Linked DNA regions of Mus musculus: regions 1, 2, 4, 5 and 6 are each linked to region 3. The links are chromatin contacts, called in public Hi-C, HiChIP or PLAC-seq and promoter capture Hi-C maps. All regions are on one chromosome and are shown on one strand. The core of a region is the stretch at or near the end of the contact, and the rest is flanking DNA. Distances in the headings are between cores, read along the strand shown. Region 1 holds the start of Kl (klotho). Region 2 overlaps Kl (klotho). Region 3 holds the start of 1700028E10Rik (RIKEN cDNA 1700028E10 gene). Region 4 overlaps Stard13 (StAR-related lipid transfer (START) domain containing 13). Region 5 has its middle 31 kb from the start of Kl. Region 6 overlaps Stard13 (StAR-related lipid transfer (START) domain containing 13).

Region 1 (2,700 bases), core at 198-2,697, 420 kb after region 3:
CAAAACACAGCTTAAACCCAAACAGTTCAAGGATTTTGACACTGCTACCAAACTAGATAACCTTGAGTCACTAGCAAGACGGGTTTTACTGAATTAACACAGAGGTCTTGCACGGGCAATGCCTGTTTGCAGCTCGTGAACACGGGTGTTGCTTTCATTCACCGTCTTTATTCTGACTCTGCAGCTGATTCTAACAAATCTTGCTGGCCATTACCTCTAGGAACTTCGACTTCCCAACACCTGGGGAGAAACGCTTGCTCAGTGGAGAAATGGCCCCGTGTCCTTTTCTAGGGGCCCTAAAGCACGCGCTGCAGGATTCCGCTCCAGTTTCTAACTCCACTTCTAGAAGAGAACCCCAGAGCTGCTGGGGGGGGGGGGGTGTCTCCGCCTGCAAAGTGTCAGACCTGTGTGACCTCGTAATGGGTTCAAGTAAGGATTTCTGGAAGTGGCTCTGGCACTTCCGAGGCCCTCTGTCCCCCAAGGTGGCCCCCTGCCTGGCCCCTCGAACTCACCAAAAGTAGGTTGTGGGCAACCAGGTACCCGAGCCTGGAGCTGCCCCTCACGCCCGGGGCCAGGCGCCCGGTGGCATACCCGTGCCAGGCCACCACGTAGGGGTTGTCAATGGTGATCCAGTACTTGACCTGACCACCGAAGTGGCGGAAGCAGAGCTCGGCATAATCCCTGAAATGGTCGGCCAGGGCGCGATTGGCCCATCCGCCATAGGTGTCCTGCAGGCGCTGTGGCAGGTCCCAATGGTACAGGGTAACCACCGGCTGCACGCCCAGCTCCCGCAGCCGCTCCAGCAGCCGCCGGTAGTAGCGCAGCCCCTCGCGGTTGGGAGTGCCCGCGGTGCCATTGGGGAGCACCCGCGCCCACGATATGGAGAAGCGGTAGTGGGTGACCCCCAGTTCGCGCAGCCCCTCTGTGTCGCGGTAGACGTTGTTGTAACTATCGCTGGCCACATCTCCAGTGGAGGACAGGGGAGGCGACGGGGCACCCGACGGCGCCACGACGATCGGGGAGTCGGACGGGGCCGCCCCAGAGTGATGGGTGAAAGTGTCCCAGATGGACGCGCCTTTGCCGTGCTGTCGCCAGCCGCCCTCGGTCTGATAGGCGGCGCTGCCTACCGCCCAGAGGAAACCGTCGGGGAAGGTGTCGTGGAGGAGGCCAGCGGCCTCTGGGGCAGGAGCGCGCGCGAAGCGAGCCCAGGTCTGCGCGCCCTGACCCGGCTCAGCGCTCAGGCAGCGGGCGCGCAGGGCGAGCAGCAGCAGATGCAGCAACAGCAAACGGAGCAGCACCAGCCGCGGCGGGCGGCGAGGAGGGGCGCGGGCTAGCATGCTGCGGGAGCCGGGAGGGCACCGCGCCGCGCCCCTATATGCCCGCGCCCCGCCGCCCTCCCTACGCGGTGCCCACCCCCGCTCCCGCCGCCCCACGAGCAATGATTATCCAGAGCAGGCGCCGCCCCCCACTCCGGCCTGGCACGGGGGCGGGACAGGGGCTCAGCCAGCCAGGGTGCCCAGAGAGAGCACAGCAGGGGTCATAGGGACGTCGGAGAACAAGCACCTGCTGCAGCCAGCTCAGGGAGCAGACTATTCCACATCGCACAATCCTGTGGCCTCCATCCTGAGATGTCCCCGCGTCGCCCACTCCCCGCGTCCACTCCCTTTGCCTTCCTGGGACTGGTGTTCCTGGAGGACAGAAACAGCTGCCCAACTTTGCACAACGTTTGGCGCCTCGGGGGTGGGGGAGTGGGGAAAATCACCTGCTTTCCCCTTTCTCCCATTCTGAGCCCTCTATCCAGGGGAATCTTTCAGAGAACATCCCAGGAGAGCTTTGCTGTATCTGAACACAGCAGGAAGGCAGGGTGGGGAATTCAGGTGGAACTTTGCGAGGTTTAAGAGTACTCAGGCAGTTTTCTTCTGATAAGAGAGTCCCCCATCCCATTAGAGAAGGCGAGAGTCCGCCTTGCCTCAGACCCCAGCCTGCAGAGCCTACAAGAACACACAGTGGGTCTAAGAATGATGGGTTGTGTGAGGCTTCTGTTTCTCCTTTCCCTGGGTCGTCCCCTTCTCTTCCCTCCCCCGTTATCCCCCTTTAACCCTTTAAATCAGCAGTGTTCCTTAATGAGATCCCTCTGGATTCTCTGGTGAGGTTGTAGCTGTGAGTTGTTTTCCAAGAGAAAGAAAAACTCCAGACCACTCACATTTCAACTTCCATGGCACCATATCCCGTTCATCACCCTTTGCCATCCTTCTTATGAATATCCACGTTTTGACGTCCAGCCCTGGCTTAGCAAGTGGGGTCTCTGGGCAGGAGTGCTGGGTGGGAGACTTCTGTCCCCCACGCCGTGTATGTATGTATGTATGTATGAATGTACACCTATACCTATACATATACACGGGCTTTGTCCCATTCATTGGGAAACATCTCGAAGCTCAAAGGACAAATGTACACTAAGATGAGTCCCTAAGGGAAGCCCAGAAAAAATGAAGGATGCCACCATCCTACTCAGTAAGGTACAACTCAGCCGCTGCCTCCCGCCCACAGAGGGATGAGTAACATCCTTGCAGAACAGGCACTCTGAGAGTGATGTCCTCCTCAGAATTCCACACAAATAGAAAGTCAATACAGCCACAAGTGTTACATTCGAAGATGCTTGCTACAATGTCAGCACAGTAAACTTACTCCAGTACTTGATGA
Region 2 (2,700 bases), core at 124-2,623, 400 kb after region 3:
GGTCTTTTTCACTTGCTTTAAAATTCTTCAAAGGAAGCCAGGTATAGTGGAGCACCTCTTGAATCCTAGCACTTGGGAGGGAGAGGAAGGCAGACCTCTGTGAATTCGAGGCCAGCCTGGTCTACAGAGGGAGGTCCAGGATGAGCAGAGCTATATATAGTGAAACTCTATCTCAAAAATACCAATAATAAAATAATAATTTAAAATTTCTTCAAAGGAGGGAAAAGTAACTTCATAGCTCACATTGTACAGAGCTTAACAACGTTTGTCAAATCATTCTACTTAATAATAGATCACACTGCTACGAACATCCTTCTAGGTCCTAAAGAGATGGCTCTGTGGTTAAGAGCAGTGGCTGCTCTTATAGAAGACTTAGCTTCTGTTTCCAGCACCCACGTGCCGCTCCCGATGGTCTGTAACTCCAGTTCCAGGGGATCTGACAGTCTCTCTGGCCTCCTCAGGCACTGCAGGCATGTGAAGCACAGACAGACATGCAGGCAAGACCCACATACATTACCAAAAAAAAAGAATTACTTCCAAATGACTGATGTAAAATTGTTAATAAAATATGCCAGCTTATGACCAGAATTATCACTGGATGTGATGGTGACCCCACTGACATTATTGGGGACATGGAGGAGCGCCAGCATCTCAGGCTGTACCCCGATGTTTCTATGCCAGTCAACCATGAACCAGAGGGAACTGTACCAGAAAACCATGAGGGACCAGGGAGGGAGGCACACAGCCAGATGCAGGACTGCGACAGGACTGTGAGCACTGAGACAAAAGACATCAGAAGGTCATCGCAGGATCTTTGATGCCAACATCCATCATCACCATCGCCCTGTCACTCTGCAACACCCCCATTGAGCAGTTCCCCTTCATTGTCAGCAGCGCTGAGACAAGCATTTTTTTTTTCTCCTATAACTTTCTAAATGTTCTCCTTTCTCACCAGCTTCTCCAGCTGGGAATCAGCTGATCAGCCCCTTCTCCCTGAGCCTTCCTGGTGATCAGACCATAGGCTCAGTTGCTTTTTAAATAACTCCCTTCCGCTCACAGGAGAGAACACTTTAACTCAAAGGGGGGAAAATGGCATGTGGATGTGTTTCTACAGCAAGAGACAGGGTAAGATTACAGAAAAACACAGCGTGCTTTGTAGATTTGTGGTTAGTGAGAAGCAATCTGTCTGCCCTCTTTCCATTTACCTGTTTGTGGTGGAAAGTTATTTAGGAGACAGGTTGAGGAGTTGCTCCCGGGGTGGCCTTGGTGACTCTGACCACAGAAAGAGGTGGGACTGAGAACATGAGCATGCAGTTTATACAATGACAGCTGCTCTGCCTCTGGGACAGGCTGTGTTCTCTAAGCAAGAGGAGAGGCAGGCACCAACAAATACCAGGAATGTGGATTGCAGAGAGCATTAGTATACAGCAGATGCTGTAAGAAGGAGGATGATCACAAGGACCTGCTGTGCCAAAGGAATGCGAGGTTTCCTGGTGTCACTCACCAGAGACTTATTTTCCTTTCAAACTATGGTGTGGTCTAACCTTTTTATTTATGTCTCTGTAGGGGAGACTCCATGTGTACCCCAACAGCAGTGTTTCCATTGCTCCCCATTTTCTGTAAGGTAATGTCTGCCACCCTCGGCCCCTGTCACAGCCAATCCTTCTGCCCCATATCCAGTCCTAGGAAACCCGGTTCCTTTACAGCCAGCCTGTGTGATTAGAAATAATCTGTAAAGATTATTTGTATCATTAAAAGAAAAAAGTTCTTGATGTTCCTGGGCTTTGTCCAGGTTCATTTACAAACGTTCATTCCATGAATTTAGTAATAGCTCATACGCTCCTTGGCTTCAGTGTTGAACAGTCATTACATACAAAGAACTGGCTCATACCAGGAGGTGTTCACGAGAAACCTTGGATTGTATTTTTGGGAACTCTTCTCATCCCAGAGGGATTTGTTTTCGGTTTTAAATGTGGGTCCCATTGAGTCTTCCAGAAGCTAAGACGGCAAGCTCGTGAAACTTTCTGAAGAGTGTCACCAGCAGCACCTGTAAATTTCGAGTCACGTGGTTTCCCAGAAACCCCAGGAAGTCATCTCCTCCACTTCCTGTGAGGCTGAGCTGCTGGGAGGAACTATTTTAAATGAGAAGAACCAGACCTATCTGATGGAGAAAGCGGCACGTGTGCACAGAACTAGGTTTGTAAAGCTGTATCCTGACAGGAGAAGAGACATTCTAAACAGAAACACACTTGCTCCTTCCTTGGGCGACCGGACCTCCCCGAAATAAGTCCCCTCCTCAGAATCCAACCACAGGAGAAGGAAAGTAAAGCCGTGGTGCCAGCTAGAGCTAAAGGGGGACCGAACTTGCCTTCTGAGGAGGGATTTCACGGCTCTGACAGCTTAATTACTATATGCATATTTCTGAGATTTTTTTAAGTTTTGTTTTTTTTTTTCTTTCATCAAATTGTAATACCCTTACAGAAAAGAGGGAGAAAAGTAGGTATCTTCCTGTCTCTGTTTGGGCCAAATGTAAATAAATCCTCTTTCCATTATCAGCTTGCTCCTTATTTATTTATTTATTTATTTATTTATTTATTTTTGAAGATGCATTGGCTTTATAAAACTAATACCCCTCGGTAGTGAGGTCTCTTGTTCTATGGCTAAAGGGTAAGGCAGAAAGAACTGCTTTAGGAAGAGAGA
Region 3 (2,700 bases), core at 152-2,651:
CAGTAGGGGTAAAGGGCAATGACTTAGTGAAAAGAAGAAACTATAAAGAAGTTACAAAAGGAAAGGGATTTTTAAAATGTTACCTTCCTGGGTGTAAAAATTTAAATGTCTGTTGAAGTGATTTTTTGAGTTACTATTTTCAAGAAACTCTGAAGAACAGAGATGACATAATTGAGAAATTTTGTATACCTGGTGTTACAGCACCCTCTACAACAGAGTATATTATATGAACTTGCTTCCCGAATGTGTGACTGTACAAACTTTATGGTTTTAGCGCTTAGTTTGCTCCCTTGGCACCTGCTAGAAAGGCTACTAATCTGTCGGGTTAATGTGTCAAAACAGCAATAACAGCGAAGAGCTCTCCTGAACTCTTTAAACTATTCCAACTGTGGGCCTTAGTCACCTAGCTCTCCTTCCATATCACCTCTCCCAGTTCTAAACTCTAGTGAACTGGCCTCTTAAAAGCCTTCTGAACTCAAATGCATGCACAGGTAGGGAAAATACTGCTGTAGTGGGGGAGAAAGGTCCAGAGACAAGTGACCGCAGATCTCTGACTTCTAAGGGACATCTCACTGGCTCGCACTGTGCATCTTGATACACAATAACTCACAATAGCTAACAGTGCTCCAAGTGTATTACATCTGGACTTTTTTAAACATGAATTCTTTTAAGAGGAAAGTTATGTTCACTTTCTAGCTCTGGTGGAAACTCGTTTTCCCTTATCTAAAGGAAATACGGCATAACAGCCACAGCGTTAATTTCACAGTTCTGAGATGAACCTGGTGAGACTGTCTTGTTTTAAAAACCTATTATCATTCTTCTAATGTTTAATCCCCGATACTGCTCGTTTTCGCAACACCCCAGCTTAACAGACGTAATGGAGCAAAAGCTTTTCTCCAACACAGGCTAACGAAAGGCTACAAAGTAAAGCCTCCTCTCTGCAAAGCGGGACATGGAGGACCTCGGTCCACGCCGAGTGAAGAACCGAAGCACAGTGCCCAGAAAGGAGGAAACAAAAAAGGAGAGCCAGTGGGGCAGGAACTGTGTCGCCAGGACTTGAAAAGACGGGAAAAGGCCGGTTTCCTCCCGCGTGAGGTCCGTTCCCGCTCCAGACTCCAACCATTTCCGCTCAGGGTAACCGCAAAACCCTTCCCGCGCGGGAACTCGGTGGAGGAGGAGTCTTGGGTCCCGCCCTTCTGGCGGAGCGCATAAAGCCTACCCCGGCCGCCGCGGTGTCTCTGGAATGTTCTGAAGGGAGGAAGCGCGCCCCTCCGCAGTCCGGGGAACACTCGGCGCCAGATGGCGCTACCGCACCGAGAGCCAGAACCTGCGCCTCAAGGGAGCTGGGCTGAGACACCACCGGAAGTGAGGGCTCCGCGAGCCTCCTGGCCCGGATATCCAGCCTTCTAGCGTGTTCCCGCGCGGGGGCGGAGCTACAACCGGAACCGGACTGCGAACGCGGGGCCTCGTGGCGGAAGAGCCAGGAGGGGCCTTGGAGGCGGTAACTTCCGCTGCGCGCGCCTGGTCTGGGCGTGCACGCGAGGGGCGGGGCCTCCGCGCGGGCGCGCGAGCGCTTGCGTACTAGGAGGGCGTTGTTGCGGGAGGCATGTGCTGATTTCTCCATCTTTGATCGCTTGCAGGCCTCGCCGGGCGGACATTAAACTGGTGTCTTAGCAGGTTTTTGTCTGTTTTGTTGCTTCCCTCTCACAGGAGTTGGTTTCTGGCTGTAAATTCAGTTTCTGGAAATCTCTGGAACGTTAGCGATGTACAAGGTAGTCTCGAGCTGCTTTCTCGCCATTGATTCCCAGCCAGTGTCAGTCCTTGCATCGTTACCCACTCGAGGCTACCCGTGACAGCTAATGGCATCTAAGGATTTGGAAAGGCTTATATTACGGACTTTTAAAGCGCTTAATTTGAGCTTTACCCTTTATTTTTGTCAGGATATTGGCACTCTGCATTCTGCGGTGTGGCTTTGCACAGAACCGTTTGTTGAGGGTTTGAACGCTGCCAGGGGAAAACTCCGCCCCTTTCCCACGTTGGCTGTGTCTGATCCAAACCCATTTTTAAGTAGCTGGACAGTACTTTACCCTGGTACATGGGCTTTGTTTTTATTTTAGTTGTATCGTGAGGACTATGAACTTGTATTGCAGAAAGTATTAGTGTCCACCTTTAAATATACATAACACTTTCGGCTGAAAGACAGTTTCCCAAAGCTCCCGAGTTTCCCAGGAATGTCTTCAGCTTTTGGTAGATGCTTTTAGGAATTTCAGAGGTCCTTGCTGTCAAAGATTTAAATAAAGTCAAACATAAAAAAGTAACAAAACATGCACGCTCGCACACACACTCACAAACACACAATTTTGTGTTGGCCAGTTACTTCTGGGCATGGGGCCTTCCCAGAAGTGTGGTTGATACTCCATAGGGGAAAATTGATTTTACCTTTCCCAGTATTATCAGTTATCAGTTGTACATGCCTTTTGGTTAGGAATGGAACTTTGTAATCTCTAACCCCTAGTTTGTACTGTTTTTTTTTTTTTCCCCCTTGCTTGAACCTGTTGTGAATGAAAACTCCTGGGGGTGGGGGGCCGGGTGTGGCAGAGACTGATTAGAATTTTAGTGCTGTAGCAAAATTGGAATGTTGCAGGTCCAGAGTTTAACTACCTTATCTTAGTCTAGTTTTAGTCTCCTATGTACTCCAAC
Region 4 (2,700 bases), core at 20-2,519, 260 kb after region 3:
TGTAGCTTGGTCCTTTATATATTTATAGAATGAAAGGATAGAGAGGGAGGGAGGGAGAGGGAGGAGGAAGGGAGGAAGGGAGGGAGGGGGAAAGAGAGAGAAAGAGAGAGAATGAGATTATTTCTCCACGTTTCAAATTTTGATAGATCACATGATGCAGAATAGAACAGAACTGGCCATCTTTGACTTCTCCAAGATACATGGTTTTCTTCTTGAGCAAAATGTTAGCACTGCACGTAGTGGTACAATAATCTGAGTAGCCTCGGTAACACAACAATCACACAGAGAGAGGGAGACAGAGAGACAAAGAAAAAAGGAAACAGAGACAGACAGACACACAGACCGACACAGGCATATACACAAAGAGGCACGCACACACACAGAAAGACATAGAATACATTTTAAAACTTATTAGTAATTGTAAAACAGAGTTCTAGATCATCCATTAGTCTGACCAGGACAGATTTCCTATCTTTTTTTTTTTATTATTATGTGTGTGTGTGTATTTACTTGTTATTTTCTTTGGAAAAATGAAAGTTCATGAAGAACTGTTTTCAAAAGTTTCTGTTCGACAGTAGTTACAGTTTGAGCAGACAGACAGCATTCATTATAATCTTTTAGACATAAACTCAAAATAGTTCTATGGCATGAAGGTAACTGAATTTCAGTGTACTTGCACGATGTCTAAATGACTTTGCATGTTACATTCTTACAAAGCAGACCCAAGCACAGAACCCTAGTATATTTTCACAATAAGGATGGACTTGGTAGGATGCCTACCGGGCAGACTTGGGACCTCTTATTGAGGTCAGTGACCTTGGGCCACACATCAGCTCCCAGCTTTTCCAAGTCACTAATCCCCGGGAAGCCCTCTTCCTTTATCATTCTTACTCATCTGTTCAGATTCTCCTCGACATGGAAAATCAATGTTCTGACTGTGTTTCCCTTACTGAAGCCCACGTGTCTGATAGAGAGCTTTTTCCCAAGGTTCTGCTGTGTTTGGCTCTATCTTAAGACATCTTTGACCTTGAGATCACTGTGTATCAGGCATATGGAGGCTAATATTTTACTTATTAACCAATAAGCACATTGTACATTCTAATAGCAAAACCGCCTACCTCGGGCTGGCACTCATATTCCCACAGTCACAGCCATTTAGGAGAAGCCTTGCTGTAGTCTTCAAAGTGTCACATCTCATTTATGACTCCCCACACATAATACAGCCTTCTGTGGAATACAGAATGACTCATGTTAAGTGCCTTGTCAGAGGAGGAACTGGATGTGGGCTGACAGGTACCACGTGGCCACAGGGCCCTCCAACAGACATGCATATAAACCCATAAGCACCTGCTGCCAGGAAGGCATGAGCTCTCGAGACTCCAAGGCTCTTGACACGCAGACAAGGGGGCTCTCCATGTAAAACCATCTGAGTCAAATGTCACGTCATCTGCTGGGTTTTTGTGACCGCCTAATTGAAATGCACACCCTTTGCTGTGTACCCTGGAGAACACTGCAGCCCCCTCAGGGGTGTGCTTCCCTCATTTGTAAGGAAACCTGTTTGTCTTATCTGCCTGACTTTGATCCCTTTCTGTCGGAGCCAGGCAGTGTTCTACAGCCCTTAACAGAGGCTTTCTCATGGAGGCACTCCACAACTGTCTGTAGGATGAATAAATATCTCAATGCCTTCCGTTTTTGTTTTTAGGACAAATGAAGAGCTAAGTGGGCAGAGGTAGGGGTAGTTACAAACACCTCTGTCTATTACAGAAAAGAAAAAAGAAATCAGCATTTCCTCCATAGTAAGAGTAGCAAAGGCTACTCTCCTGTACCTGTGGGATGGCTTTACAGTGATGCTCTGAGGAGAGATTTGTCCTTTAATCTTACTATAGCTGAGGAAGCTGAGACCTGTAAGTTAGCCTACTCAAGGTCATGAGACCTGAGGCTGGAATTTAAGCTGAGCCTTTGCTTCCAGCCAAGGTCAGCTTTGTTCCCTCCCTGCATCCCCTTAGTCTGCTTATGCCCTCAAAGTCAGGACCATTTTTTCTGGATAAAGTGGCAGACTCTCTTTAGAGACGAAAGTATATGATTGAATGAGAAAGAAAACAATGAAAATGAAGCTAGAATACATCGTTTGTTTGTTTGTTTGTTTGTTTGTTTGTTTGTTTGAACTTCCCTGGAAAACAGTAACATTAGCTTTGCATAAAAGTGGGATCACCTTCTCTATTGAGATGCTTCTGATGTTCACTTTTAGCGAATTTACTAATTTCACCAACAGGGGTCATATTATGTGTTTGAATATCTTGAATACAGACTTATGGAGTCTGTAATCTACCAGAGTTCACTTGTTAATTTTTAAATTTTCCCTTATTTAGCCTTGTTTGTTGGTTTTCTCTCTCTCTCTCTCTCTCTCTCTCTCTCTCTCTCTCTCTCTCTCTCTCTCTCTCTCTCTTTTTCCAAGGCAAACCTTGAGACTTCAGCGGTCAAAAAATATCAGTCACACACCTAAAGTGAAATTCACTCTGGAAATTATGTAAATACACGTACAGGAGTTCAGAGATAAGGGAGCAACTATTACATAACGTATCTGCTGTCTAAATACCTAAGAGTTCCAGGACGGAAGAGATGGGAACTGGTTCTGTCCACCCTTGACCTTGAACTTCCTGACTTGTGTTAGTTTAAGGCATCCCTGTGGCATCATTGAAG
Region 5 (2,700 bases), core at 88-2,587, 450 kb after region 3:
GCTCAACCTGGGTGTGTCTTGACATTCATCAGTCCCTGGTTCTGAGGTGTCGCTCCCTGTGCTCCCACAGGGGCTGCCCTGCTTGTGGTGTGCCCCACGCAGGTAGCCACACTGAGCACACACAGCAGGCTCCATTCTGTAGAGCTGGACACTCAACGTGCACTCACAAACTCAGGGCAAAACATATTTAATTCTCTAAGTGCCTTGTTGAAATGAGGCCCAATGGCTTTGATCTTATAATTACAGTAGCCAAGAACATGTTTTTAATCTTCTGAATCAACTTTTCTCTGTTGTCACAGGCAGAAAACAGCAATTTCCAAAGAACAAAAAGGAATCATCTGGCTCTGCAGGAAACTAAAGGGTGATCCTTGGAAGGGAGGGGGGATTGGTGGGGATGACAGGATGGGAGGGGAGAGGGCGGGGGAGAGGGGAAGGAGGGAGGAATTGGGGAGCATGACCTTGGGGGGATTCAAACTGATGGGGATGACCTGGGGGGGGAAGGAGGGAGGAATTGGGGAGCATGACCTCTGGGGGAGGGAGAGGAATTGTGAGGTTGATCTTCTAGGGGGGGGAGTAGGGATTGGTTGCAATGACCCTTAAGGGGCTGGTAGCCATTGGTAGAGATGACTCTGAGGTGGTAGGTAGGGATGGGTAAAGACAATCCTCTGAAGTAGGGAGTAGGGACCGATGGGGGTGATCCTCTGGGTTGTGTGTAGTGATTGGTGGGTTATGAGAATTTTCACTCCAGAGAGTTAAATGTTAAAAGGTGTCTCTGAGTTGGAATAAAATGTCTTCTTTAAAGCCTTTTCCATGGTGCGTATTCCACAGTGCTTGGATTCCTTTGGCCAAAGGCATTGATGGCAGTAAATCAAAACCAAGATAAAACCAAAAAAAAAAGCACGCACACACACATACACACACACACGCATGTGTGTGTGTGTGTGTATGTGTGTGTGTGTGTGTGTGTATCCACACACATACAAACCATGAAGTCTGATTTGTGTTGGACATCTACTCCTAGGCACAGGGCCTGCCCTGGAGTGTGGTTGATATACTCAATGTCACTCTACAGGAGAAAACTAATTTCCCAGAAGCTATCATTTGCAAGTAGCTTCTTGGCTGGAACAGAACTTTGTGCCCCGTTCCCCTCCCTCACGCTGGAATTCTGTCTTGTTTGAACGTGCGCAGGCATTGTGGGAGCTATTGATGCTGTGAGTTTGTATGCGCACTAGCCCAGTCATATCTGGAAGATTCTGTTTCCCTGGAGTCATCCACCACCTGTGGCTCTTACCATCTACCCACCTCCTCTTCCACACAGTTCCCTGAGCTGCAGGAAGAGGTGTGATACCCACATCCTGTTCAGGACTGAGGAACACACAGTATTTAACAGGCAGGTGCACAGACCTATAGGAGAGGAAGGTGAGGTTCAAAGAACTCATAAATCTCACTACCTGATGGAAGGAGGGAAATACAAGACCAGCACTGTCATGTGCTGTGGAGGGAGACGGGGGCGGGAGGGGGGGGAGAGGATGGAGGGAAGGAGGGAGAGAGGGAGAGAAGAAGGAAGGGAGGGAGAGATGAAGAGAAGAAAGGTGGGAAGAGGGGGGACAGGAGAGAGAAACTACACATGGGAGAGGAAGAGTTTGCGCTCCCAGTCCCAGCTCAAGTCCTGCATGTACTTTTTCATATAACAAGGCTTAGATCATCCATATTTCAACACATCTGTCATATCCAAGCGTGTAGCACAAACACCGAATTTTGCACATTTAAATTTTAAAGATTTTTTTATTTGTGTTTGTGTGTATGTGTTCGAGAGTGCAGTGACCACAGAGGATATAAAAAGGCTTCAGATGGCCCTGGAGCTAGAGTTACATGGGATTGGGACCCACCCAACAGGGATGCTAGGAACTGAGCCTAGGTTCTCTAGAAGAGCAGGAAGTGCTCCTAACCATCTCTCCAGCCCAAAATTCTAAAAATGCAACGCTTACCACTGAATAATAATAAATATTATCCAATGTTTATTGTATCAGAAAAATGACCTCCAAGTGCACCTATAATCATCTGATGAACTGGAAATAAATGATTGCTAGAGAAAGAGAGTGGGGGAGAGGGAGAGGGAGACAGAGAAAGACAGAGAGAATGAGGAAGAGAGGTGGAGCTTAGAAGGAGGACATCCTATGAACCACTAATGTGTTCTCAGTGTAGAACTACTGGATATTCATTTGCAAAAGCAATTAAACCTGCACACAGAGCTTATGCTTAAATGTCAAGTATAAAACTGTAAAACTCGTAGCAGAAGATAGCCTAGTCGGCCATCACTGGGAAGAGAGGCCCCTTGGTATTGCAAACTTTATATGCCCCAATACAGGGGAATGCCAGGGCCAAGAAGCAGAAGTGGGTGGGTAGGGAAGCAGGGTGGAGGGAGAGTATAGGGAACTTTTGGGATAGCATTTGAAATGTATATAAAGAAAATATCTTAAAAACAAAACAAAAAACTGTAAAACTCCCAGAAGATACCCCAAGGGAAAAGATTAGGTAACTGGGTTTGGTGATGACCAGCCAGGCACAGCACTAAAAGCAAGTTCCATGAAAGACACAGTTAACAAACTGGATTCCTGTAGAACTTTTCAAAACTTTTGTTCTATGAAAGGCATTGTCAAGATAGAAGACACACCACAAACTCAGAAAAATATTTGCATA
Region 6 (2,700 bases), core at 58-2,557, 290 kb after region 3:
TCAGACAGTTACCCTAAAGAGTATTTTCTTCTCTCATGGTTTACAGGATTCAGGATGGTCTGTTTATAAGAAGATTGAAATTATACCCAACATTTCTTTAAAAAAAAAAAGTTTGGCTCTTTAACCCTCACCTTTCTTACTCTCTAGCCCTCCTTTTCTCTCTCCCTTTCCTACTCTCTCCACATGGCCGTGGCTGGCCTCTCTCTTTCTACCTTCTCTCCTTTCTCCCTGCCTTTCTACAATAAAGCTCTAAAACCATTTTTTTTAAAGTTTGTTTTTGATATCTTGTTAGTTTATTGTGTACTTAATTTTCAAAGATTTATTTATTTGTTATATGTAAGTACACTATAGCTGTTTTCAGACACACCAGAAGAGGGTGTTAGATCTCACTCATTACAGATGGTTGGGAGCTACCGTGTGCTTGCTGGGATTTGAGCTCAGGACCTCCAGAAGAGCTGTCAGTGCTCTTAACTGCTGAGCCATCTCTCCAGCCCCTATACCCAAAATGTCAAAATGCCTCCAATGATGATAATTTTGCACACTGGATTAAGAGCTAATTAGCATACAGTGGATAGACAAAATCTATCCAGACCACTGAGCTGGAGACAGTGCCCGTGTAAACTCAGGTAGGCATGACCACCCTTCTGTAATCTAATACACGGGACACACAGATAGGAGAGCCCCAGGACAAGCTGGTAATCTGGACCCTTTCGGGGGCTCTCCTAAGACCATTGGAAAACACAGATATTTACATTACAATTCGTAATGCTATGGTTGGGGGTCACCACAACATGAGAAACTGTATTAAAGGGTCACAGCATTAGGAAGGGTGAAAACCGCCCATCTAGACAGAGTTGATGAACTCTGGGTTCAAAGGAGAGGTCTTACCTTAATACGTAAGATGAGGAGGTGAAGACACTCAATGTTAACCTTTGGCCTACATATACACAGCCATGCACTACAAACACATGTGCACATACACCCATGAGAACATGCACACAATACATGTGCAACGAAAACAATCTCTGAAAAATAAATGCACATCACTTTATATCTTTAATTCCAAAGCCCAATAAATAATAATCATTATAATACAAATGGTATCTTTTCAAATTGACTGCTTTTAGAGCCCTTTGAGGTTCATAACAAACTTTAACTGATGCACAGTGCCCACATTTGCCCCTTGCCCTCACATACATTTCTACCACGATCAATATCTGCCAAAGGGCAGTCCACCCATTACAGCATGAAGTACACAGGGTGAATTACAGCACTGCTTTCTATTTAAATTCTGTGCTTTTGACGGGTGTATAGTGACAGACATGCACCACTGTGGCATTCGCATCCATTTCACTGCCCTAAAAACCCTCTGCTCTGCCTAGGCGTCCCTCCATTTCCCTAGTCTCTGGCAACTTCTGGTCTTTGGACTGCCTCCATAACTTTAACTCTTGCACAATGCTTTCTAATTAGAATCACAATTTACAGCCTTTTCATATTGGCCTTTAATAGTCACTTAAGTGTCTACTGTGCCTTCTGTGTCTTTATAACTCACTTCTAATTACCACTCTGTTGTCTGGTTATACCATAGTTCATCTTTCCAGCCACCGGACATCTTGATTGCTCTTGAATTTCACTAGTGATGACTAAAGTGGCTGTAAACACTGAGTGTGTACACATTTACACGTGGAAATAAATCTTAAACCCATTTGGGTGAATACCAACGGGTGTGTTTCGCAGTAATGACCTGTTCAGCTGTCTCACCTGAGCCATGTCCCATTGTCAGCAGCAGTGGGTGAGCGCTCCTGACCCTCGCTCTCTCAGTAGCACTGTTTAAAGAAGCAGTGGAACTCATGATTGCTTTAATTTGCAATTAACATGTTATACTGAACACTTTACGTTGTGTCTTATTTCATTTTATCTGTGTGTCTGTGTCTTTGAGTATATCTGTGTGTCACTGTGTGTGTTTATGTCTATGTGTGTGTGTCTGTGTGTTTCTATGTGTATGTCCCCCTCTGTGTCTGTATCTGAGTGTGGGTCTGTGTGTGTGTTTATGTGTATGTCCCTCTCTGTGTCTGTATCCTTGTGTGTTTGTGTGTGAATGTGTATCTGTGTGTATATCTCTGTGTGTCTGTGTATATCTGTAGGTCTGTGTGTGTATCTCTGTGTGATGTATATCTGTTTTTATGTCCCTGTGTGTGTGTGTGTGAGTGTGTATGTCTGTGTATATGACTGTGTCTGTGTCCCTGTATTTGTGTGTATGTATGTGTCTATGTGTGTGCCTTTGAGTGTGTGTGTGTGTCTGTCTGTCTGTGTCTATATTACTCTGTGTGTGTGTGTGTGTGTGTGTGTGTGTGTGTGTGTGTGTGTAGGTAGATCTATGTATATGTGTGTGTCTCTGTGTATCTGTGTATATGTTTGTGTCCCTATGTGTGTGTCCCTGTGTTGGTGTCTGGGGGTATAATATGTATATATCTGCATGTGTGGGTATGAGTGTACATGTCTGTGTATATGTCTGTGTCCCTCTGTGTGTGTGTGTATCTGTAAGACTCTGCCAAGCCTTAGTTACTGGGGACCCCCGTGTGAACAACACGGAGCCAGGGATTGATGCAGAAGCAAGAGGAATTTATTGTTCCAGTGCACTGGGGTCGTACTACACCAGAAGGAGAGGTGGCAACCCTGGGTAGCCCATTCAGCGAGTTT

The links. Promoter capture Hi-C pulls out the DNA fragments that hold promoters and counts their contacts. A called contact is a pair of places that touch in the nucleus more often than the background predicts. HiChIP or PLAC-seq counts read pairs in DNA pulled down with a chosen protein or histone mark.
Region 1: a contact with region 3 is called in a promoter capture Hi-C map of hippocampal neurons, with 7 times the contacts expected there. The contact joins the promoter of Kl here to the promoter of 1700028E10Rik in region 3. A contact is called at or near these places in 13 of 39 promoter capture datasets (the 3T3-L1 cell line, the SN4741 cell line, cranial neural crest and 8 more), 12 of 484 Hi-C or Micro-C datasets (adipose-derived mesenchymal stem cells, cerebral cortex, cortical neurons and 5 more), 15 of 115 datasets of contacts at active chromatin or transcription factors (the NIH/3T3 cell line, T-cell acute lymphoblastic leukemia, astrocytes and 10 more) and 3 of 9 other capture datasets (embryonic stem cells, macrophages and pancreatic islet).
Region 2: an H3K27ac HiChIP or PLAC-seq map of epiblast stem cells shows a contact between it and region 3, with 5 times the contacts expected there. The contact joins the enhancer-like site here to the promoter of 1700028E10Rik in region 3. A contact is called at or near these places in 2 of 39 promoter capture datasets (frontonasal cranial neural crest and liver), 3 of 484 Hi-C or Micro-C datasets (embryonic fibroblasts, myocytes and pancreatic cancer cells) and 13 of 115 datasets of contacts at active chromatin or transcription factors (the NIH/3T3 cell line, T-cell acute lymphoblastic leukemia, astrocytes and 8 more).
Region 4: a contact with region 3 is called in a Hi-C map of muscle stem cells, with 3 times the contacts expected there. The contact joins the enhancer-like site here to the promoter of 1700028E10Rik in region 3. A contact is called at or near these places in 6 of 39 promoter capture datasets (the 3T3-L1 cell line, embryonic stem cells, hippocampal neurons and 2 more), 3 of 15 datasets of contacts at CTCF or cohesin (the NIH/3T3 cell line, embryonic stem cells and stem cell-derived epiblast-like cells), 23 of 484 Hi-C or Micro-C datasets (the C2C12 cell line, CD8 T cells, the HL-1 cell line and 10 more), 28 of 115 datasets of contacts at active chromatin or transcription factors (the NIH/3T3 cell line, SST interneurons, bone marrow-derived macrophages and 14 more) and 3 of 9 other capture datasets (adipose tissue, embryonic stem cells and pancreatic islet).
Region 5: an H3K27ac HiChIP or PLAC-seq map of T-cell acute lymphoblastic leukemia shows a contact between it and region 3, with 5 times the contacts expected there. The contact joins the enhancer-like site here to the promoter of 1700028E10Rik in region 3. A contact is called at or near these places in 8 of 39 promoter capture datasets (the 3T3-L1 cell line, 3T3-L1-derived adipocytes, hippocampal neurons and 4 more), 2 of 484 Hi-C or Micro-C datasets (Sertoli cells and liver), 7 of 115 datasets of contacts at active chromatin or transcription factors (T-cell acute lymphoblastic leukemia, cardiomyocytes, embryonic basal ganglia and 4 more) and 1 of 9 other capture datasets (embryonic stem cells).
Region 6: a promoter capture Hi-C map of liver shows a contact between it and region 3, with 3 times the contacts expected there. The contact joins the enhancer-like site here to the promoter of 1700028E10Rik in region 3. A contact is called at or near these places in 4 of 39 promoter capture datasets (cancer-associated fibroblasts, hippocampal neurons and liver), 1 of 15 datasets of contacts at CTCF or cohesin (the NIH/3T3 cell line), 3 of 484 Hi-C or Micro-C datasets (the HL-1 cell line, Sertoli cells and liver), 12 of 115 datasets of contacts at active chromatin or transcription factors (the 230-238 cell line, the NIH/3T3 cell line, astrocytes and 8 more) and 2 of 9 other capture datasets (adipose tissue and pancreatic islet).

Annotation. Positions count from the first base shown.
Region 1 is chr5:150,951,354-150,954,053 of GRCm38.p6, reverse strand. Kl (klotho) reads right to left here and starts at 1,447. Exons shown (of 5, transcript NM_013823.2): 1 at 513-1,447. The coding sequence starts at 1,337.
Region 2 is chr5:150,969,359-150,972,058 of GRCm38.p6, reverse strand. The region is part of intron 1 of Kl (klotho); the gene reads right to left. Among named protein-coding and RNA genes, the nearest start is that of Kl, 18 kb to the right of the region's middle. Within about 2 kb of position 1,373, at least 24 of the 459 cell types and tissues checked have an H3K27ac peak or open chromatin away from gene starts, as enhancers often do. A contact at or near this core is called in differentiating embryonic stem cells, epiblast stem cells, myocytes and 1 more, where this site is marked.
Region 3 is chr5:151,367,376-151,370,075 of GRCm38.p6, reverse strand. It overlaps 1700028E10Rik (RIKEN cDNA 1700028E10 gene), which reads right to left and starts at 1,401. Exons shown (of 4, transcript NR_045700.1): 1 at 1,220-1,401. It also overlaps a transcript of Stard13 not described here.
Region 4 is chr5:151,103,415-151,106,114 of GRCm38.p6, reverse strand. The region is part of intron 1 of Stard13 (StAR-related lipid transfer (START) domain containing 13); the gene reads left to right. Among named protein-coding and RNA genes, the nearest start is that of Stard13, 85 kb to the left of the region's middle. Within about 2 kb of position 1,269, at least 36 of the 459 cell types and tissues checked have an H3K27ac peak or open chromatin away from gene starts, as enhancers often do. A contact at or near this core is called in muscle stem cells, where this site is marked.
Region 5 is chr5:150,920,283-150,922,982 of GRCm38.p6, reverse strand. No RefSeq gene overlaps it. Among named protein-coding and RNA genes, the nearest start is that of Kl, 31 kb to the left of the region's middle. Within about 2 kb of position 1,337, at least 4 of the 459 cell types and tissues checked have an H3K27ac peak or open chromatin away from gene starts, as enhancers often do. A contact at or near this core is called in T-cell acute lymphoblastic leukemia, where this site is marked.
Region 6 is chr5:151,079,013-151,081,712 of GRCm38.p6, reverse strand. The region is part of intron 3 of Stard13 (StAR-related lipid transfer (START) domain containing 13); the gene reads left to right. Among named protein-coding and RNA genes, the nearest start is that of Stard13, 110 kb to the left of the region's middle. Within about 2 kb of position 1,307, at least 7 of the 459 cell types and tissues checked have an H3K27ac peak or open chromatin away from gene starts, as enhancers often do. A contact at or near this core is called in liver, where this site is marked.